3 separate regions of the Mus musculus genome follow, and regions 2 and 3 are each linked to region 1. A link is a contact called in public Hi-C data. All regions are on one chromosome and are shown on one strand. Each heading gives the region's core, a stretch centred on a gene start, on an enhancer-like site or on the middle of the called end of the contact. The rest is flanking DNA. Distances are from core to core; before and after follow the strand shown. Region 1 has its middle 50 kb from the start of Gm40261. Region 2 overlaps Cdk14 (cyclin-dependent kinase 14). Region 3 overlaps Cdk14 (cyclin-dependent kinase 14).

Evidence for each region. Hi-C and Micro-C count contacts between places; a contact is called where the count stands out from the background.
Region 2: a Hi-C map of uterus shows a contact between it and region 1, with 4 times the contacts expected there. The contact joins two enhancer-like sites. A contact is called at or near these places in 3 of 39 promoter capture datasets (cranial neural crest, frontonasal cranial neural crest and liver), 5 of 484 Hi-C or Micro-C datasets (all in uterus) and 1 of 115 datasets of contacts at active chromatin or transcription factors (fibro-adipogenic progenitors).
Region 3: a contact with region 1 is called in a Hi-C map of uterus, with 4 times the contacts expected there. The contact joins two enhancer-like sites. A contact is called at or near these places in 10 of 484 Hi-C or Micro-C datasets (the HL-1 cell line, bone marrow-derived macrophages, liver and 2 more) and 8 of 115 datasets of contacts at active chromatin or transcription factors (the NIH/3T3 cell line, astrocytes, a colorectal cancer cell line and 4 more).

Annotation. Positions count from the first base shown.
Region 1 is chr5:4,322,236-4,324,935 of GRCm38.p6, reverse strand. No RefSeq gene overlaps it. Among named protein-coding and RNA genes, the nearest start is that of Gm40261, 50 kb to the right of the region's middle. Within about 2 kb of position 1,380, at least 66 of the 459 cell types and tissues checked have an H3K27ac peak or open chromatin away from gene starts, as enhancers often do. A contact at or near this core is called in uterus, where this site is marked.
Region 2 is chr5:4,850,078-4,852,777 of GRCm38.p6, reverse strand. The region is part of intron 14 of Cdk14 (cyclin-dependent kinase 14); the gene reads left to right. Among named protein-coding and RNA genes, the nearest start is that of Fzd1, 93 kb to the right of the region's middle. Within about 2 kb of position 1,372, at least 31 of the 459 cell types and tissues checked have an H3K27ac peak or open chromatin away from gene starts, as enhancers often do. A contact at or near this core is called in uterus, where this site is marked.
Region 3 is chr5:4,917,939-4,920,638 of GRCm38.p6, reverse strand. All of the region lies in intron 12 of Cdk14 (cyclin-dependent kinase 14), which reads left to right. Among named protein-coding and RNA genes, the nearest start is that of Fzd1, 160 kb to the right of the region's middle. Within about 2 kb of position 1,413, at least 9 of the 459 cell types and tissues checked have an H3K27ac peak or open chromatin away from gene starts, as enhancers often do. A contact at or near this core is called in uterus, where this site is marked.

The DNA.
Region 1 (2,700 bases), core at 131-2,630:
AAAGACCACAGTTTTATAGATAGTCACTATTTCCTTATGCTGCCTTCTAGAACATTTCATGTGTAGCATAATACCACACAGTCGGAATGCCTTTTAAATATGTGTGAAGAAAGAAATAAAATGCTCAAACAACGCTCACTAGTGAAAGAAAATCCTCCAAAAATATAAATAATAATACTGGATTTCAAATAGCTTCAGTAGAGAAAATAAAAATCGAGTTTTTGGTGTATTATTTCTCTTGGTTGCTTAATAAGATTTTGTGTTTTTGTTCAAAGCCCACAAATGACAAAGAACCAGCTGCTTAATTTAAGATTATAGCCTGTCCAGGAGTAAGTGGGGAACCTTGATTCACATAAACAAGAGACTCAAAGAGTGAGAGTTTGATGTGACGTTAAAGACATTTTAGAAAGATTTTCCCTCACCCAGGTCCACTAATGCTAGCACACTTAGACATGAGCATCAAGGGGCAGACAGATTCTCAGTTAGATGGTTTTTCTTGAGATTTTCAGTAGGTATCTGACCAGCAAAAGGTACGGAACACCTGAGAGCTCTTCATTAGTGAGATGAGCTAATCTCCAAGCATACTCCATATAGGGCAACAACAATCAGAACTTAATACACAAAACACCCAGACTGGTGCAGAGGGACTCAAAAACTACTAACTACTTTCATTGAAATGTTAAATCCAGGAACAGAAGAAGGGAAATAAGTCAATGGGTTCCTTTCTGATCATCTTTCTCTTAAGAGTTCCTCACCACTGAAATAGTGGGAACACTGTGCTAAACATGTAGTGCAGATAATTATCTAACGTAATATCCAAATATGTACATAATCTGGAGCTTCATTATTTATTAGAAAGATAGTAGAGACATAATATCTAAAATAATGAACAATTGACCTAACTAGCCTATGTTCAAATATTAGCCCTTCCATTTTCTCAATGGGTAACAACAATAAGGAAGTTATCTAATGTCTCTGTGTCTTCCTACGGTATAAAAGGAAATAATGTTAGTACTTATTTTGCAGGCACTATAAGGACTCAAATATTTGGAAAGCACTCAGCATGTTATCTGTGCCAGGAATATAATGTATCATCATCATTACTATCATTTTTATTATCATCACCAACATCATCATCATAATCAACAACAGCAGCAGCATAGAACACCACCACCTTGGACACCAGACAAGATATTATTTGTATTGGATGTCCCTAAAGAAACCTTTCAGAGTCATGGATCCTAAACGTAGGACTATCAGCATACCATTTACTGCTCAAATCTCAGCCTCAGAAATACTAGAGACACTTTGTACACTGGACCTAACATATGAGTAAGTCTGGCTCAGAGAATGCCAGGGAGACGCAAGAGAAACACTGTGTGCAAATACAGACTGAGTCATCTACAGCTCTGGGGTTAGAGTGTGCCAGCTTCTCTTGGCTTGCAGCAATGCAGATAGACTGTGGGAAGAACTTTCAGTTTGGTGGAATTTACTGTTTTATATGTGCTTTGTGGCTGTGAAATCACAGCACTTGCAGAGTTGAGAGGACATCATATATCTGCTCGTCCAACCATTTTACAGATGAGGAAACTGATCCAGAAAAGAACAGTGATGGGTCAGCATGTGGCTAGTAGGTAGTGAAGCCTCTGAAGGAAAGTCTTTTCAGAACCTTAGTGATCATGAGTCATCGTAGAATGTTCCCAGCTTCATACTATAAATCTGATTAACTAGATCCATATTTTATAAATAAGTAGCTTAAAGAGTAGGAGTACTTCACCCAGTTGAACTTCAAATTACTTTAGATCAAAGTAATGTATCTTTTTGGATATCAGACTCTTGCTTAAAAATTTATGTGCTTTAAAATTCCTGTTACAGAGAACATAAACAGTACATTGAGTTTGATCAGTCAGTGAAAAATTAATCTCAGGGGGTAAATGTTTCATCTTTCCAGGCATCGGAGAACGACATAACAAGCATTTTACTGAGTTCCATTCTGGCCCTGAAATCGTCTGTTTATGCCATGTGGATGAAGAGCTTACTGAGAAGCTGACCGTTCCTCACAAGGCCTCCCTTACAGGAAGGAGGCTACTCTGGAAACAGTCCCACCGTTCAACATCTTGCACATTTGCCATGACCCAGACATACAAACACAGCTTGCTCGTGTCTGCTTTTAACAGAAGACTCAGAGCTGGGTGAATTAGATCTCTTACCCCACTGTCTACTCTCATCCAACTTCACAAGCCCTGCATCATGTTTTATTAAGTGGACTGCTTTTCCTTTAATGCTCCATCCTGACTCCCACTCCCTTCCCTCCTAGAGCCATCCACTCCAATGCTTATAAAACCTAGGTGCTGTGGTGGTTGTCCAATTAAGGGATACCCAGGTAGCTGGGAAAGCATCATTGTATGAGATTGTGGGAACATCAGTGGGCATGACCTGGCTTTTTGAAGGACTACCAGTTAAAATTCTTAGAACATCTGTATGGGGTTGGACTTCCACTACCAATGCAAGAGGGGTTCCCCAGGTTCCTCACCAACAGTGAGTGCTAGCTGCCTTTCTTATGGGCATCTGTCTAGTAGGCAGGAATTTGTTAGTGGGCCACTCTGGGATCTCCATCTCTTAGAAACACTCATATCCTCACCTCCCCCCTTTGAAAATGAGGAGGTCTAGATTTCCATACACACCACACACAAGTCCTGA
Region 2 (2,700 bases), core at 123-2,622, 530 kb before region 1:
TTTTCTTTTTAGCTTAAAACTTTTTTAATTGTAGCCACCGTGTTCCCTTGGCTGTTTTCAAACACAGCTTGGAAACCCTTTCACTCTGCAATGCAGTGATATTTGAAGGCAGCTTGGGAAGCCGTCCACAAAGGTTCTTGCTCGCCACAGATCTTTGTCTCTCGTTCATCATCGTCTTGAACACAGTTGCCTAAGCATTTGGTTCATGTAACCATTAAAAACGCATGAACAAAAATGCTGTGGAGTAAACAGGGCTGCAATATTTTATGCAGTAACTTCTTGCCAAGTCGCCTCTTTGAAACTGGAGCCATTTTTATGTCATTGGAGTGTACTAGAACGATCTATAAACAAGATTTCTTTGGGGTTACATATTAAAACAGATGAAATCATTTTAAATAAAATGTTAAAAGCATTTACTTCCTAGCTCCAAGTTTGATCCAAAAACATAAAATAAACAAAAAATTATTCACCCAATTTAAAAAAGAGAGAGAGAGAGAAAAGAAAGAAGAAAGGGAAGGAAGGGAGGGAGGGAGGGAACTGTTAGCCCCCAATTCATTTGCTACCTAATCCTGGAGAGGATTTTGAAGACCTGAGACCTCAGTCACTGTCACTGTTCATCTCTTTGATCTTGCTTTGTGCTACCCTTTTCCTGTGTTTGTGTCTTGGACTTGGCTTATGAACACCCATTTTTCATCTTCTAGCTTTGTATGTAACTCTTATGGGAACTGGCGGCCAGGCCTCACAGACATAGCTGCTTGATGCTAGCCTTGCCATCGCCTTTAGTGTTTGGTTTGGTTTGGTTGTGTTTATATTTAATGAAGTATAATTTCTCTGTTGCCTGGTTCTACCTGACTGCATCAAATAACTCAGAGATTAATCAGACTGATTTTCTCCCAAAATGTAGATCCAGGTGACTTTTAATTCTCTACACTAGATACAAATGGGTTTCCCCCTCCCATCCTCTGCTATTTCATGGGTGCCCTGCACAGCACTGAGTCCAGATGGATTCTTTGTAAGCACTGTTTGACAAGGATTTGGAGGAGGGAGGGAAGAGAGCTTTTCCCCCTCTTTGCCTACAGCTGCTCTCAACATGGCTCATTGTGACTGAAAGGAAATGAATAAAGATGAGTTATCTGAACTGAAAATCAGCCAGAGAGAGGGAGCTGTTCACACTCCCCAACCTATCTACAAATTTAGCAAGGAGAATAGAGCATTGTCATCATTGATTTATTTGTATACTAATATTGGAAAGATTTGGTTTTTTCGGTATTGTACCTTTGGACATTTGAAGCCATTGTGAAAAGCCATATGGTTTTCTGTGAGGTTCCCATTACATCCTGTGCAGTGGAAGCCCTTTATGCAGTGCCTGTTGGCATGATCCACACTGAGCACTATGAAAATGCCATAGAGACAACTGAGAGCACACAAGTAGCATTACAGGAAACATTGGTTGTTTGAAATGGTGTTTTTGGATCAGCCTTCATTCGGATGGTATCGTCTCTTTTACGTTGCAGTTGCTTCCATATTTTGTGTATGACAGGATGACTGATTTGTATCCTGGAGACCCGGATATCTTAAGTGTTCAAAACATTTTAAGCATTGAAGCATATAGAAACAAGAGTTTAGAATCAGGTTCAGATCAGGGTAAGGAGTAACGCTCACAAGATTGGTTGCCCTATTCAATGTTATGTCTTCTCTCTCCCTCTACAAGAAGAATGAACTATATGCCCAGAAGGCAAACTGTCACTAAATGCTCTGCTGTTGACTAAGACCATGGTTAATGAGTACATGGACTTTGACCATAGTCAGCTTTTGTCCGTGATGCTCAGGAGTCCTGCTGTGTGTTGTCCTCTACAAATCCCATACTGCTGCTGGCTTTGCTTCATAGTCACATAGATCTGGAGTCAAATCCCAGCTACATCATTTCTTACTGTACATCTATTGTCCATGGTTAAGCAAGTGGCTAAGCATCTCCAAAGCTCAGACTCTTCATTTCCAAGTACTAGTAATACTGATCTTACCAAGCTGTTGTCAGTTAATGACAGCATTTTTATTTTTGACACATCAGAGATTTATGTTATATAGTATATGCATTTGGCATATCTTAGTACTTTGTTTACTCGAGAAGCATTAAGGCCTTATAGCCTGGCCATTAGGAGTTCTGCTTTCAAAATGATCTTTCTGGGTTTGAGTGACATCTCTGAAACATTAATTTTGTGGCCTTCGGAAAGTAGGTCCCTTGCCTTATCCAAATAATTTATAACTCACAGACATGTCCTGAGAAATGACTGATAAAATACTCTCAAATACTTAGCTTCAGACTTGCTAGATATGAAAAAAGTACTCATCACTCTTATTTGTTAGTCTTATAGGGTTGTGGGCAGGTAGTATTGATATCTGTGATTTCTGGCATGTTCTGTATAAACAATAAGTGGAGTGCTATTCTGTAAGGAGTAGTCTTTATGTGTGTATATACCTATATGTGAGGATATGTATGTGTGTGTATGTGCACATGTATAGGATACCAGAGGTCAATCTCACATGAATTCCTCAGGTGTTGTCAACCTTAATTGAGACAAGGTCTCTCTTTAGCCCAGAGCACACCAGGTAGACCAGGCTGGCTGGCTAAGAAGCCCCAGTGAAACAAAATTAATGCTCTAGGGCTGGCATTCAAACTCAGAAAGTCCATTCTGAAAACAG
Region 3 (2,700 bases), core at 164-2,663, 600 kb before region 1:
TAAAGGATGCGATCCCTGGGAGGCACACCCTCTGCAGGCTGCATTCTCAGTTAGTCCTGTTGCAGGAAGATGGGAAAAATGGGTGGACTGGAAACCATGAAACTAACAAAATATGTTAAAATCAGAAGGATAATTATGGCGTGTTTTTTGTTATATCTAGATTTTACATACACACACACACACACACACACACACACGAGCATGTGAATGACATGACACACACAAGAGTACCACAGGGTGATTCTTCAGGAAGAAGAAAGGACTGTCTGGGTAAAACAGGAAAAACAGGAAAGGATAATATAGATGTATAGGGTAATGATGAATTTTAATAAAAATATGAAATCCAATCACTTTGTACAATGCATATATGCTAATAATAACTATTTTTACCTTGTAGATTTTTTTAATTTGTAGAAGTTCATAAACTGAAGCAATTTCTGCATTCTCTTGTATTATAGTAATGAATTCAAAATAATTTCCAATAATTGAATTTATTTGGAATATATGTGATGATGAGCTAGTCCAAAAAGTAGTTTGCCATTAATTAAGGTACAAAATTAAATAACAATATTTAAAAAGTTAAAGCACAAAATTAAGTAACAGTTTATTTAAAGGTAGCATTATCGAAGTTGTGGAAGCTACTGGAGGTGTTAGCCTGCCAAGGAGTTCGGGGACTTCTTGAGCTAGCGAACCTTCAATCTAAATAGCTATCAAATAATCCTGTCCACTTTGGAACCACATCTGCCCTAGCTCACACCAGCGATTTTACTTATATCAGTGACCATGAGCATGATTTTACCTTCTGATATTTTTTAATATTCTATAATAATAGAGCTGTGGTAGAAGATATAAAAAGATGCAGTAAATATCCAAACTAAAAAGCTTAATATAAATTAAGTACTATCAGTTTAAGAATGTTTAATGATTACCATTAAAGGAAAGTAAGCCCTTTTGTTTCCTCATACCGAAAGTGCATGATCCAGGAAGCTTTCCCTGCTTAAAGGGGATTTGGGGCTAAATGCAGATAAATCTGAATTTCATAAAAATATGTCCTAGGCTTTAACTGTTCCAAATAGTCCATTTTATTTTACTGGAATTATGAAGACTCAGCTATTTCTCTTGTAAATCTCCCTATTTATAGTTGTCTGACATTGGCAAATATGTGCAATTCACCAAGAATTTCAGCCACTTAAAAGATCTTTTATTATTTTGGCTGGAGAAGAAGGCTTAGGATCCAGTCTCCAGCAAAGCGAAGGGTGCGAATCCAAGAGCGCATTTGCTTGCCTTGGGACTTCTTAACAGCTGGACGAGTTGGGAGGTTTGAACGTTTTGAAAAGAGAACTAAGGGCAAACCACTAAGTCAAAGAAGACACATCTGGAAAATAGAGCTCATGGCTGGGAAGGCGAGGCCCACGCACACTGAATGGGGTCAGGCCAGGCTCGTCCCCACCCTTCCCCGAAAGTGCTGGTCCCGCAGGTGATACATGTGCTCATGAAGCACAACTGGATTTTTCCTGAGAATGTTGTAGTTGGTGTTAGTAGATGTGCAGTAAATACCAAGGCCATGGTGAGGCTACCTTTGGGTGTGAAAAAATAGAAAAGGAAACACTTCCCTGCTGGGCTTCTATATCCGAACAGAGCCATAAGCCCTAATTTGGAAATTTTAGAAATAGCCCAATGTTGTGTTTTTGAGCTTTCCTTGAATATTTTATCCAATTTGATGTTTTACCTCCAGAACATATTTTAAAGATGACCTGCTAGACAGGTGTGCTATACGTGCACAAAGCATTAGATAGGAAGGAGTGTTTGGAGGGACAGTCTTTCCCTTTGTATATTTATGTTAGGGGCACTCTACTGTTTTTCTTGCTATGGTACCTCACTGGATCATTAAGATTTAAATCAGCACCTTCTCGCGAAGCAGAAAGATCATCTTTCCCACTTTGACACCTTCGAAGTTGACTTAGAATGTACCTAACAAAGCAATATGCTATGAAGTAAGTAGGTTAGAGATGGACATTCCTGGCCAGCAGAGCAATCCAGTGAGGTAAGAACACAGTCTGGACACTAGGGGGAGCAGCTGAGTCAGCCAGATCTAAAAGTCATCCACTCGCACATTTTGTTCAGTCTTGACGACTTTTGTTATAATTCTATTTACTTCAAAGTAGTTGTTTTAATTTATTTAGTGCCTGGAGAGTTCCCTTCATAATATTTCGAAGAAAATTATTCTCTGCATCATTGATTGGCTTTGAGGTAAGGGAGTATGGGGTGGTCAGCTCTAAAGCTGACATTTTGGAATCATATCCTCTCACAATTTGAGGATGGCTGCAATTACCAGCTGCCTGTTTGTGCAGATTTCAGTGCAGCAATAGAAGGATGTGTAGAGCCAGTCTAGTTTCTCACCACATTCTGTTCTCTCGAAAATGTCATTTTCAACCTGTAAGCAAACAGCTGTCATATTTGGTCTTGGACACACATGAGTGGTATGGCTTCAAGGCCCCAGAGCTCCCCTGCTTGTTCAAACACCACTGAAGCAGCTCCTGGGGACATTCGTCTTCATAATAATGACTCATTAGTTTGGGTCCTCAAAGCGTTGTGTGGCTGCGCACCAGGCACATCCAGGGAAGTCCCTAGGAGTTTGCAAACAGGGAGTGCTGAGAAGAAATGGGAGATGATCAAATAGTGAGAGATACTGTGTGGGCC